2 separate regions of the Mus musculus genome follow, and region 1 is linked to region 2. A link is a contact called in public HiChIP or PLAC-seq data. All regions are on one chromosome and are shown on one strand. Each heading gives the region's core, a stretch centred on a gene start, on an enhancer-like site or on the middle of the called end of the contact. The rest is flanking DNA. Distances are from core to core; before and after follow the strand shown. Region 1 holds the start of Abl2 (v-abl Abelson murine leukemia viral oncogene 2 (arg, Abelson-related gene)). Region 2 holds the start of Acbd6 (acyl-Coenzyme A binding domain containing 6).

The links. HiChIP or PLAC-seq counts read pairs in DNA pulled down with a chosen protein or histone mark.
Region 1: an H3K27ac HiChIP or PLAC-seq map of microglia shows a contact between it and region 2, with 6 times the contacts expected there. The contact joins the promoter of Abl2 here to the promoter of Acbd6 in region 2. A contact is called at or near these places in 2 of 39 promoter capture datasets (the C10 cell line and pre-B cells) and 2 of 115 datasets of contacts at active chromatin or transcription factors (large pre-B cells and microglia).

What each region holds. Positions count from the first base shown.
Region 1 is chr1:156,556,083-156,562,725 of GRCm38.p6, forward strand. Abl2 (v-abl Abelson murine leukemia viral oncogene 2 (arg, Abelson-related gene)) reads left to right here and starts at 2,705. Exons shown (of 12, transcript NM_009595.3): 1 at 2,705-3,123. The coding sequence starts at 2,967.
Region 2 is chr1:155,556,716-155,563,515 of GRCm38.p6, forward strand. Acbd6 (acyl-Coenzyme A binding domain containing 6) reads left to right here and starts at 1,405. Exons shown (of 8, transcript NM_028250.3): 1 at 1,405-2,144. The coding sequence starts at 1,923.

The DNA.
Region 1 (6,643 bases), core at 1,455-3,954, 1.0 Mb after region 2:
GTGTATACATAGGACATTCTCGGTAATAAAAAACTGTATTAAAACATAACCAGAAAGGAGAAGACAGAACTAGAGGATCCACTGTCATTGGGGAATCTCTGTAAACAAGGAGAAGACAGAACTAGAGAATCCACTGTCGTTGGAGAATCTATGTAAACGGACTCTACAAGCACTGCTCTGTTGCTTTTGCTTTACTGTTTTTTGTTTATTTGAGACAAGGTTGGCCTCGAACTTCTGAATCTTCCTCCTCTGCCTTATATTTTGAGTGTGTGTGTGAATAATAGTATATATTTACATGAGGCTTTGCATCTGCCTGGATGTTTGTGCCACCACAGACGGTTTTTTTCTTTTACAACAAATATGCTTTTCCTCCTGCCCTCTCTCCTTCCCTCTTTTCTTTTCTTTTTTTTTTTCTTTTTACTTTCATGCTTGTTTTTATAAAAGGTTTTGCTATCTATCCTGGGATGGCTTGATTTCTGGTTCCAGCCTTCAGAGCTTCTGGGGTTGCAGGCATATAACTATCCCTGTTCTGCTAGAGCTAAGTTTTGAGTTTAAGCCTTCTAATTTCAGAGTCCCTGCCCTTAACCACAGCACTGTTCTACACAGCAATTACTGTCCATCATTCACGAATTAGCAGAGAAACCAAACTGTTGTCACCAAGTTGAAATTCCACGGGTAAATAAAAAAGAACAAACAATAAAAACAAATCCTACTTCTATGATCATCTTTGTGTTTTGTGAATTAATCTCTTCAGTAACTGTAACCACTTTGTGAATGAAAAGAAAATAAATAGTATTTGGGGCAGCGTCTTGCTATGCCACACAGGTTGGTCTCACTCAGATTCTCGGCCTCAAGTCAAGTGTCTCCCTGTTTCAGCTTTCTTAGCAGTGCGAGTACAAGCCCATAGCATAACATCGAGGTGTGTGGCCACTTTTGTTCTCAGACAGGCTCTTACGATGCACTTTAGTCTAGCCTTGAATTTGTGATCCAACTGTCTCTGGATCTATTATAATAGTGGTACAACATGACACTCAGGGGAAAAAAGGGTATTTTAAATACAGATAGACTTTGATATAAATGAAAATTCATATTCCATCCAGTGCTAAAGTGTAGTGCTTCTTTTCAATGGGAACTAAATTCCGTTGTCTCTGGCTGTACCCTGGGTGGCGATGAAATAACTTAGAGTGTTCTTAGTGTGGGCACATGTGTGTGCGTGCCGGTCACAGGACAACTTTTACTGTCAGTTCTTGCTTCTTTTAAGACAGGGTCCCTTAGCCACTGCACATGTAAGCCAGGTTTCTGGAGACCCCCTTATCTCTGCCTCCCCCCTTCTTGTGGACCAGCTGGGATCACAGAGCTTGGGCTGGTGCATCTGGCTTTTCTCTATGACCAGTAGCTGCTTGTGTGGGTCCTAGGCAGCAAGTTCAGGTGGTCAGGCTTGCAGTGCAAGTCTTCTTTGTCATTAACCCATCTTTCCCCAGCTCCTAAGGCTCTTTAATAGTGAATATCAAAATCAGCTGGAGTGGGGGGCGGTAGTAGCAAGTGGTAGAGCACTCACCTGGAACTCAAGGTCCTGAGTTTGAGTCTCACCCACATGCACTTGTGATCTTACACCATTCTACAAAAGACATGTATGGGGAATTATATCTATTTTGCTAATTCTTTTCTTCCCCAGGGTGGTTTTCCTTGGTTTAAGCAATGGCTCCAGTCCTCATGGCACATAGGGTGTACATCTATAAAAATAGCTTCTCTTCTGTCCATTTCTCTATTTAGACCCCAGACGGTGAAGATGAGTAAGTTTTGACTCAGAAACAAGGTCAAAGTGATTTATCTTTTCCTTGCCAAAAAGGAGGGCCCAACCTGCACTGAGAGGAAAGCATGTCTGTGAGAAGAGTCGCTTTACTGTCAGGCATTTTATTTATTTATTTATTTTAAAGATTCATTTATTTATTATATGTTAGTACACTGTAGCTGACTTCAGACACTCCAGAAGAAGGCATCAGATTTTGTTACAGATGGTTGTGAGCCACCATGTGGTTGCTGGGATTTGAACTCGGGACCTTTAGGAAGAGCAGTCGGCGCTCTTAATCACTGAGCCATCTCACCAGCGCCCCACCAGGCGTTTTAAAGTAAACAGAAACACATGCGGGTAGGTCGATGGTGGAAGAGTTCAAGAGAAATCCACGGTAGTATGAAGAATTGAGTTCTAACCGCTTTGCCAATAAGACGGCAAAGTGCACATCAAGAAATAATTCACCGAATTAAGTTAACCCCGCACTTGACCATCTCCCCGTGAATTCTGTACCATTCCAAACTTCATTCTGGGCCCAATGCTAAGTGTGTGTGAAGGGCTCCTCAATTGAATGGCAGCGAAGCCCAGGGATCAGGAGCCTCAGCTGTTTGGTGCTGAGCTGCGCGGCGCACGTGGTGGCTTCTCAGCCTCTTCTGATTTGACAGGTGGAGGTGGGACGGGAAAGGCCGGGCGCCCACAGTCCTCCAAGTGGGGCAGTGTGTGGAGCCGAACGTGGGTGAAGGTAGCAGTAAAAGCACTCGAGGGCCCTCGAAAGCTTCGCTGACCCTGTGGGCCCCGGCTTCCACCCAGCGGGGCGCGGCGCGGGGCGGGGCTCCGCCGAGCTCCGCCCACCGAGTAGCGGAGGTGCTTGGGCGAGAGGGGGGCGGGAGACGCTCTGTCCCACGCTCGCCCTGTGCTCGGTGGTTTAAAGATGGCGGCGGCGGCTGGGGCGAGGAGCCGCCGGAGGGGGAGGGAGAAGGAGAGTCTGTGAGTCGCTGGGAGGCAGCGCGGCAGCGGCTCCGAGGAGTCCGCGTGGGAGCCGCCGGCAACTCCGGCCCAGAGGGCCTGGGCTTGGGCCGGAGAGACCGGAGCGGCGCCAGGAGCTCCGGAGGCCGGAGCAGAGGAGGAATGTGAGCAAGGGTCGGCGGGGGCGCGGGAGTACGCGAGCGGCGGGATGGGGCAGCAGGTGGGCCGCGTCGGGGAGGCTCCGGGGCTCCAGCAGCCGCAGCCGCGCGGGATCCGGGGCAGCAGCGCAGCCAGGCCCTCGGGCCGCAGGCGGGACCCGGCGGGGCGTACCGCAGACGCCGGCTTCAACGTCTTCACCCAGCACGGTGAGTGTGTCCGGAGCCGGTGGAGGGCATGAGGGAGGCCGGGGAGGGGTGGGGTGGGGTCGGGGCGAGGTGCGAGGCGGATGGGCAGCCTTCGGGGGGCGAGGGCTGGAGGGGTGCCCGCGAGTGGGGGCGGAATCGGCTGCCATCTGGGCCAGTCACGGGAGGCGAGGCACACCCCTCCCCCCGCCTGGCTGGCAGCGTCTGGGGGCGGCGGCGGCGGCGAGCACGAACCGGGGTCTTAGGGACCCAGGCTTGACTGTCCTGCTATCCTGGGACAGGACGGGGCGACTGTGGAACTGTGGATGGTATCCCCAGGGAGGGAAGGATGAAGGCAGGTATGAGCTCAGGTTCAGGAGGTGGGAGGATAAACCGGTTGTGAACGACGGGAACGAGTCGTGCCCTGAGGAATTGGGAAATAGGTACTGAATCTTTAAGAGATTGTGGTGGCATATTCGGTATGTGCTTTATGAACCAGGCGGTGAGCAGTGTCAGAATGGTGAACTGTGAAACCCTTTTCCGTATCTTTTTACTTTCAACAGAGTATTTTCTCCAAACTAGAAATGAAAGGCTTTGCCAAACCACCCTGTTCTGCCTATCCGAGTAGGACACAGGATTCTGAGATGGCTGGCGGGGCTGTCGATGGGTGGGCATGGTTAGGGCTTCCTTCCATGTGGTCTGAACATGAGTTTTTCTTTGAGCTGCATTGGTGTATACATATGTGCTCCGCATAGTCTGGGACTTACTCGGTGTCATATTCTTCAGAAGGGCTGTTTCTAAACTATTTAAAATTATATTTATTTTGTGTGTATGTGTATGTGCGCACACACCCATGTATGCAGAGGTCAGGAGACAACTTGGGGAGTCATTTCTCCCAGGTATTAAACTCTTTATCAGGCTTGGGGGCAAGTGCCTGAACTCTAGTAAATACAAATTTTGAGCACATACTCTTAATTTGTGTGTCTTTATTAATATAGACAAGGTTATAGTAATTAACAAATAATGTAATCAACGGTCAGAAATAGAGTATAAGAAAGGGTGCCATGAGGAAAATTAAGTATAGAGCCTTGTAAATTAGTGACAGTGTACACAGCTTATGTGAGGCCTGAGTTCAAGCCCCAGTATCGAAGAAGAAGAAGAAGAAGAAGAAGAAGAAGAAGAAGAATGAATGAATATTTTTTCCCCTTGATGCCAAGTGGATTCTTTTGTTCTTCCATAGTGTGTTGTTGACCATTTTTAAGAGCATTGTTCTAGAGGAGGGCAGAATAGAGAAGGAGAAAAATATCAGAAGCCATCCTAAGACCTGAGAGGCTGGTGATGGAGATGTAATATCTGTAGGAAGGACCGGCTAGCAGAGGTAGCAAGCTGGTTTCATTGATAATATGTACAGGAGTGAAGTGAAGGATAAACTGTCCCGCTGCACATAGCTCGGGGAAAGGGAAGGAGAAGAAGTGTAGACTAGTCACGGGAAAGGGCGTTTCAAAGGAAGTGACGATAGCATGCAAAGAGATGATCCCAAGACTTGTAGCTGCTGGGTGAGTTGTGTCCGAGTTCTGCATTTGGACTTAGGAATAGACAAATTTTGTTTCCCTTTTCCTTTTTTAATTTGTAAAAGCAAAATGTAATTTTACATGTGTGTGTGTTTTGCTGCATGTACATATACATACCTGATGCCGTATAGGCAAGGAGGAGGGCGTTAGGTCTCTTCCTGTAGATTGATGGTTGTGAGCTGCTCTGTGGGTGCTGGTAACTGAACCCAGGTTCTCAGGACTGGTTAACAGCATTCTTGCACATATGAATTCAGTTTGGGGCAAGTATAATAGTACGCAACTTTAATATCAGCACTTGGGAGACAGAGACAGAAGGGTCTCTTAAGAGTTCAGGGCCACCGGGCGTGGTAGTGCACATCCCAGCACTTGGAAGGCAGAGGCAGGCGAATTTCTGAGTTCGAGACCAGCCTGGTCTACAAAGTGAGTTCCAGGACAGCCAGGGCTACACAGAGAAACCCTGTCTCGAAAAACCAAAAAAAAAAAAAAAAAAAAAAGAGTTCAGGGCCAACCTGGTCTTACCTGTTTTCACCAGTATTCTAATTATAAAAAATGAGGATGTGTTAAAATTACCATGAAGGTTTTCAACCTGGGTAACTGGGATAATAACGATTTTATTGACAAAGTTGAAAGTTAAAAGCTGATGGATAGGATGTGAATATGGTAGCCCAAGACTAGTGTAAAAAAATTAATAAAAACTGGAAGAAATACAGTAAATCCTTTTTAATTTGGGGGGGGGGCGCACGGGTGCTCCAGGGGATTAAACTTGAGGGCCTCATCTAAGCTAGACCGGTGCTCTCCCACGAGCCCAGGCATCCAGCACAAGGAGGACTCTGGAATTTAGTTAATATAGTCATTCAATTCAAAGTCTACCACATTCTAACAGAAGTGATCCACAAAGGATAACCTGGCCTACCAGAGAGGCGGGGGTAGGAAATGTGGAGACATTTTTGCTTGTACCTAAGGAGACAAACTAGAGGACTAGGGAGGTGGCTCAGTGGTCAGGCGCTTGCCTACCCTGTCCAAAGCCCTGCCTGTAGCCTCCTATACTGTTTTCAAGACAGATGCCTGCGGCTTAGACACACTCTGAATTTGAGGCCAGCCTGATCTACGTAGGAAGTACACACTTGTCATGATTGTGAAAAATAGTCTAGATTATGAAAATAACACATATATCACTATCCTTTTCCTACTGCATCCTGTAATCCCAGCCTGGGAAAGCTGAGGCAGATGGATTGCTGTGTATTTCAGGTTAGCCTAGGGGTGTGTAGTGAGTAGCAGACCAAAAGGGCCCATGTAGCAAAGCTGTCTCAAAAAACTGGAAAAAGAAATCACTGCCTTGAGTATATTGAATTATTAGCATATAAGTCCATAACTAAAAGCTCTGGTGTGGCGCTGGAGAGGTGTCTGAGTAGTTGAGAGCTTGCTGCTCTTGCAGAGGACCTGAGTTTGATTCCTGAAACCCATTCTGGGTGGCTCATGACTGCTTGTAACTCCAACTCCAGGGCATTTGATGCCTTCTGACTTCCTCCAGCATCCTCTAATGCATGCACACTAAATAAAAATAAATCTTAAAAGTGTAATAGGTCCTTGACTTTATGTGTAGATTTATATTTTAAATTTTATTATTATTATTGTGTGTGTATGTGTGTGTGTGTGTGTGCGTGTGTGCGCGCGCGTATGCGCCTGCATGTATACACACACACACACACATATATATACACACAATATACACACACACACATTTATATATTTTGTAGGGAGGCAGTGTGTGTGTGCACTTGTGTTTGAGTGCAGGTGTGCATAGAGAGCAGGGAACAGTTTTTGGGACTTTTCTCTCTTGTCCTGGGTCCTGGATTGAACACATGTCATCAGGGTTGCACAGCGATTGCTTTTGCTTGTTTTTTTTTTTTTTTTGTTTTGTTTTGTTTTGTTTTTTTGAGACAGGGTTTCTCTGTGTAGCCCTGGCTGTCCTG
Region 2 (6,800 bases), core at 155-2,654:
TTAGTGTTTTTATTAGTTTTAAGCTACTAGTGATAAATGACTACACATGAGTGTGTGTCTCTACCATATTTAGAACATACTAGCCACTGCTGATACCAAAATCACATCCCTCATTATCTTAGTTAGGGTTTCTATTGCTGTGAAGAGACATCATGACCACAACTCTTATTAAAGAAAGCATTTAATTGGGGCTGGCTTACAGTTTCAGCGGGTTAGTCCATTTTCATCATGGTGGAAGTATGGCAGCACGAAGGCAGACGTGGTGCTGGAGAGGCAGCTGAGAGGTGTACATCTCAGATCTACAGGGAGCAGGAAGAGTGAGCCACTGGGTTTGGGTTGAGCTTTTGAAAGCTCATTGACACACTTCCTCCAACAAGGCCCTATCTCCTAATCTTTCACAAGTAGTACCACTTCCCGATAACCACGCGTTCGAGTATATGAGCCTATTGGGGCCACTCTTACTCAAATCACCACACTCATCTTAAAGATAAATAATAGTTTATTCTGGAGTCACTTCGAGTGACTACAAATTTAGGTTACCCCAAATTCCAAGTTCCAATGTGGAAACAGTTTCATAGTTTTACAGAACAAAGAAAGTCATAAATCAAAGCAAACTAAAAATACATTGGCGGGTACACAGAGAAGCAGTAACACTGAGACGGGGAAAACTTTCCTACAGGCCCAAGAAGATAGTTGACGACATTCTTAGCTTTTGGGTTGGTGAAAGCTACTACTACTACTAGCACCACTACTAGTACTACTAGTAACAACACACACACACACACACACACACACACACACACACACACACACACACACACACACACAGTTGATGTGAGACACCCCAAAAACTGAGAGCAGTTTCTTCAAGCGACATTCCACATTGGGGTTCTCAAATTCCTGCAGGAGAGAGTACCAAAACGTGCTTTTCGTAAAAACTGATAGCAAATGTACACGGTCTGCGTGTAGACGTAATGAACTTTGTGTATGCATACACTTTTTCTTTTTGACAGTGTGCTGGACGTGGAAAGATCTGTTCCTTTCCGGCAGAGCTATAGAACTGGGTTTCACTTCAAGAAGCACAGGCACAACTGAGATGAGACGATGCAGGTTTGGGGGCCTGGTGAGGCACAACTGAGATGAGATGATGCAGGTTTGGGGGCCTGGTGATGCCTTCTCTCAAAGCGCTGGGAAATGAGGGGGCAGCAAGTTTGGAAAACAAAACACTGATGGGAGAGAGTCATCTAACCATTTAGACACACGGTGGGGCAGTGAAGGAAGGTTTCCATCTGTTGGTGACTCGCTATTTTAAGTCAGAGTGGGTGGTTAGGAAACGGCGGAACCTTTGTCCTCAGCTCTCTGTTTCCCGCGACTCTACTCTAGCAGCTACACTAATGGACCGCCTCCTTCCCTTTCCCCTGGGGGCCCTATCCGGGTGAGTTCCGGAGTTTGTGACTCCGAAGTCCCCCCCAAAACCACGAGCGACGTCCCCTGTCTGTCACCGAGGCCCGTATCTCCATCCCGCACCGCGGCCGCCGCAACCCACGCTAGCGGAGCAGGCGGGGCCCCGTATCCACCGGCGCGTGCCCGGGTGCGCGTCCGACCCGCCGAGCTCGCGCCCCGCTTCACCTCCCAGCTCCCGTCCCAGCCGCACGCGCCGCGCCGCCGGCTTCCCCTCATCTTCCAGCCGAGCGGCCTCCAGACCCCGCACCGTTGGAGCGACCCGGGCGAAGCCCGAGGGGAAACCGGGGGAGGACGGGGCGGTCCTGTGCGCCCGGGTAGGCGGAGTGGCAGAATCACCTGAGACCGCCAGACAGCTCACTGCGTTCCCACTCCCGCTCGAGCTCCGCACCCGGACCGGTGGATCAGGCCCGGGAACCCGCGCCACACCGGGGAGGACCGGCCACAGCGAGCTAGTGAACATGGCCACACCGTTCCTACCCTCGGGGGCCACCACAGGCGACAGCGGTGGGGAACTGAGCTCCGGGGACGACTCTGGTGATATGGAATCCTTCCAGACCCCCGAGGCCGAGGGGACCCGGAGTTTGGCCGAGCTGTTTGAGAAGGCTGCCGCACACGTCCAAGGCCTGGTTCAGGTAGCCAGCCGGGAGCAGCTCCTGTACCTGTATGCCAGGTTCAAGCAGGTAAAAGATGGGTGGATGAGAGGACGTGGGCTGTTTCCTCCAAAAACTTAGTAGCAGATTGCGTGGCTAATGGTCGAGCGTAATGAAGTTTGTATGTGTGTGTTTGTTGTTTTTGTTTTTTACCCTGGAGAATAGCATCATTCTGGACATGGAATAATCTCTCTGATATCCAACGAATATTTATGTAGCCGGGCACTGAATGACAATGTTTCAGTGGCCTTGCCTCTGAACCTTTACAAAATGAGGATGATAAAATAAAATTTGGCATTCGCTGTTGCCAGAAGGACATGTGATAGGAAACATGGTAATGTTAATAATAAGTTTGAAATTTAAGAGAACATTACTGTGTATAAGATGCTAACAATATTACTATTATGATTCTTAGGAACTCTAAATATAGTTGTTATGTTTTTGGCTGAATTTGGTCCTGCTAGATATAGTCCCTCCACATTTTTAAAATTAAGGGCTCCATGCAGGTAACATGGAGGTCTGGTGATGAACTAACTCTCCACTCAGCTTCCTGAATCACTTTCATTTCCAAATAGAAAACCCAGGGGAGTAGGCAGTTTAGAAAGTTACATGGATATATCAGAATTAAAGTGTAGTTTTTGTCTCTAAAACTGAATTTTACCCGATAAAGTAAGGACAGGTTTGAGTTATAAACATAAGACTAATTTATCTTTCAAGGTTAGGTACCAGAAGGAAAGACTATTGCCTTCCTTCAGTGGACAGATACAGTTCAGCAGAACACTGGGTGTTCTGTCTATAGAGAATGCAAAGATGAAAGAACATCATGACACTGCCTTTAAGAAGCTTACAGGATTAGTTAAGGAATCTAGATGCAAATGTGAAAAGAAAATCGATGATTAGGAAAATAGGAAAACCCCAGCTCTTTGGAACTTTGAAAGAAATGACGTTCTGGATAGTAGTCTCTTTTATTTTATTAGAATAAAAAAATGCTTATGGTATAGTTACATATATTTCTCCTGAACTCTTTTTTTTTTAAGGTAGTCATGAGAACCCTCCTGTATTTCTAATTATGTTTTTATTGAGTTTGTGTGTGTCAGTGTAGGTCAGAGGACAACTTGCAGGAGTTGGCTCTCTCCTTTAACCATGTGGGTCCTAGGGATTCAGCTAAGGTTGTCAGGCTTGGTAGCAAGCACGGTTGGCTACACACTGAACTGTCCTGTAGTCTTGAACTTGAGATTCTGGGTAGAGGACGTCTTCTTACAGGACTGATGGTTATTATGAGCACATGCTAGTAATGATGTGGACTGAGAGATATCCCTGTGCAAGGATTTTGTGTGATGCCAGGTATGCTGGCACATACCCTTCACCCCAGCGGCTTGGGGAAGCAAAGGCAGGTTATCTCCATGAGATCAAGACAGCAAGCTGCAGGCTAGATGGAGCAACATGGTAAGACTCTGTCTCGAAACAAACAAAAAGTTGTGTAATGGGAAGAACAGGTAAGCACTTCTGCTACATACCTGATTACATTGGTTATTTTAAGGAAATTGAGGAAAATCAGATAGAATTGAATTACAAAGTCCTTGGACTTCTTTGTTTTTTTAATGTTTATTCATTTTATGTATATGAGTGGTTTATCTGTTTGTACACCTACATGCATGCCAGAAGACTGCATTAGATCCCAGGATAGATTCCAGGATTGTGAGCCACCATGTGCTTTTGCTGGGAATTGAACTCAAGACCTCTGGAAGAGCAGACAGTGCTCTTAACCATTGAGCCATCTCTCCAGTCCCCTCAGACTTCATTTTTATTTAACAAAAACTCTGTGAACTCTGTTTAGATTTGGGTGTTTGGCAGATGGTTTCTTGAAGATGAAGTAAACCTGGAAGACAGATGTAAATGTTCATTGCCAGTGGCAATGTTTGAGTTGTCAAAGGAAAAGTAGAGGTTTGGAAATCGCAGGGTCTGCCACCACGAGCTTGATAACTGCCCAATGCTCACAGAGATAAGTGTTGAGGATAATGAATGTGAAATTTCCCTAATCTCTAATACAATATGTTAACATTTGGAAATGCTGAATGACTCTGAGGTATTATCTGTATATTTCATAAGATAATGTTAAAAGTTACTGTGAGCAAAAGTCCCATTCAAAGTGGAAATCAGATAAGTGGTTTTTCACTACAACTGTGTAAAAAGATCCATAGTGCATTCAGATTCCTCCTCATAACTGGTCTTGGAGAAACTATCATTTATTGAGTTTGGGTGTCGTATCAAAGAATTCCACAATTACTGGAAGTACTATAAAAGTAATAATTTCTAACACATATGTGCAATTGAAATTTCCTCATCCGAACCAACATATAGAGATAGGCCACTGAAGAATGACAGTACAACCATGCCAGAAAGTAAGGAGATTTTAAAAAATAGACAATAAGGAGATTTTGTTTTCCATTTTTCTGTTTTGTTTTTGTAGTTGTTTTTCATAAAATTTTGTTACTTAAATTATCATATACTAGATTTATTTTCAAATAAACTAATATTTTAAAGATGTAATTTATTTACCTTTCTTGTGCATGTGTGTTCACATATGTGCGTGCATGTGTGTAGAGGTGGGAGGTTGATACAGAGACTCTTCCTGGATTGCTCTCTGCCATAGTCATTGAGACAGGTCTCTCACGGTACTCAGAGTTGCTATTGTAGCTTGTCTGGGTAGCCAGCTAGTCTGGCATCTCTAAAATCACATCAACTTCTGAACTCTGCTGCAGATATAACAGGAGACAGACTGTACACGCTGTAGCCCATGAGGCTATGCAACATCTGCCTACCTTCTAGGACTGGCTGCATATGAAGATTACAATAAAATACCTTGGTTAAAAACATAGGAGGTGGGAACGCTGGAGAGGTAGCCCAGCAGCTGAGAGCACTTTCCTCAGGATCCCTGTCTTCTGCAGTTAGAAGCGAGTTGCCCTGTTTACCTGGCATTTAATTTGGTTCTGGGCATCTGAACCTTAGACTAGGCCTTACACTTGCAGGACAAATGCTTTGAGCAATAACCCGACCCCAGTCCAAGTTCTCATTTCTAATCTGTATATATGACAGATAAAATCCATAAAAGTTCTGTGGAGACTGTAATTCTAAGAATTCAAAGGAATCACATTGACCACAGAGTTTGAGAACTCCTATTTCAAATTCTTGTTCCGTGGCCAGAGAGGCTCATGAACACAATACACGTGTTCTAGCCCAGGCAGAGCAATAGAGGATGGACTCCTTTTGTTTTTTCATTATTTAATCTCATTTAGTGTGTGTGAGTGTGTGTGAGTGTGTGTGTGTGATAAGTGTATAAGCCACAATCTGTGGAGGTCAGAAGACAACTTTCAGGTTAGTTGTCTCCCTCCACCATGGGTTCCAGAGTTGGAATTCAGGTTGTCAGACCTGCATGGCAAGTGCTTTTACCCACCTAACCGTCTCACTTGTTGCCCTCATCCCTCACCTCGTAAAAAACTTTGTGTATGAGTGGGTGTGCCTGATGTCCGCTGAGGCTGGAAGAGGTTATCAGATCTGCTGGAACTGGAGTTACAGATAGGTGGAAGCTGCCATGCGGGTCCTGGGAACTGAACCCAGATCTTCTGCAAGAGTGGCAGGCACTCTCTACCTCTGGGCTAGCTCTCCAGCACTCATTTATTATAATCTTTATATAAATCCGGTGGTCGAAGCTAGGGAGAGGTTGCATGGCCTCATGTACTATAGAGTGTATAGTCTGTCTCCCTTTGTATTTGTAGCAGAGTCCAGCAGTTTATGTGATTTAGAGATGCCGGGATTGAAGTCTAGATTCTCTGTAACATATAAGACAGATGATACAGTGAAGGAGTCAGACAGACCCTGATAAATCCTGATAGCTAATCCAGGATTTGATTATGTGTGACTTGAGAACATGCTCTTGGATTTCTGTATCCTTAGTTGTAGGATGGGTTTGTAAAGACCTCAGGGGGAGTGGTGATTATCCACTTACAACAGGGCTGCTCCTGTAGAAGTGTGCTTTTTAGGAAGTGCCAGAGGACCGTGTAATTCATAGCTAAGGAAATGGCTGGGTGATACTTTGTAAGATTTATTTTTATTTATGTGGGTGTGTGTGGGTACACTTGGAGAGCAAAAAAGGGTGTCACATCCCCTGGAGCTGTTGATGGTCAGAGAGAGTGTTGAGCTGCGTGGTGTGGGTGCTGAGAACTGAGCTCAGGTTCTTCAGCAGAGCAGCAAGTGCTCTTAACTGCTGAGCCGGCTCCCCAGCCTCATGAGTGAGTATGCTAAATGTTAATCATGGAGATTATTTCTGGCAGTGGTAATCAAGAGCTGAATTCTGTTCCTGTATGAATTTGAGTTTTACAAAGTTATAGTGAAAACAATCTATGATTTAGCTACAAATGTCATTTGAACCATAAAAGTCAGCTAGAGTGATATACACCTGTAACCCCAGCCTTGAGAAGTATCGGCATGGGGCTTATGAGTTAAAGATAGCCTGAGCTACACGAGACCCTCCCTTAAAACAATAGCAAACGTGTTGACCACATGGATAGCATTTATAATATTGTTGAGCCTCTGAGCGTTTTTTTTTTTTTCCTTTCCAGCTTTTGGCATCTAAATTTATCTACTATAGTACACTTTTTTATTTTATTTTATTTTATTTTATTTTAT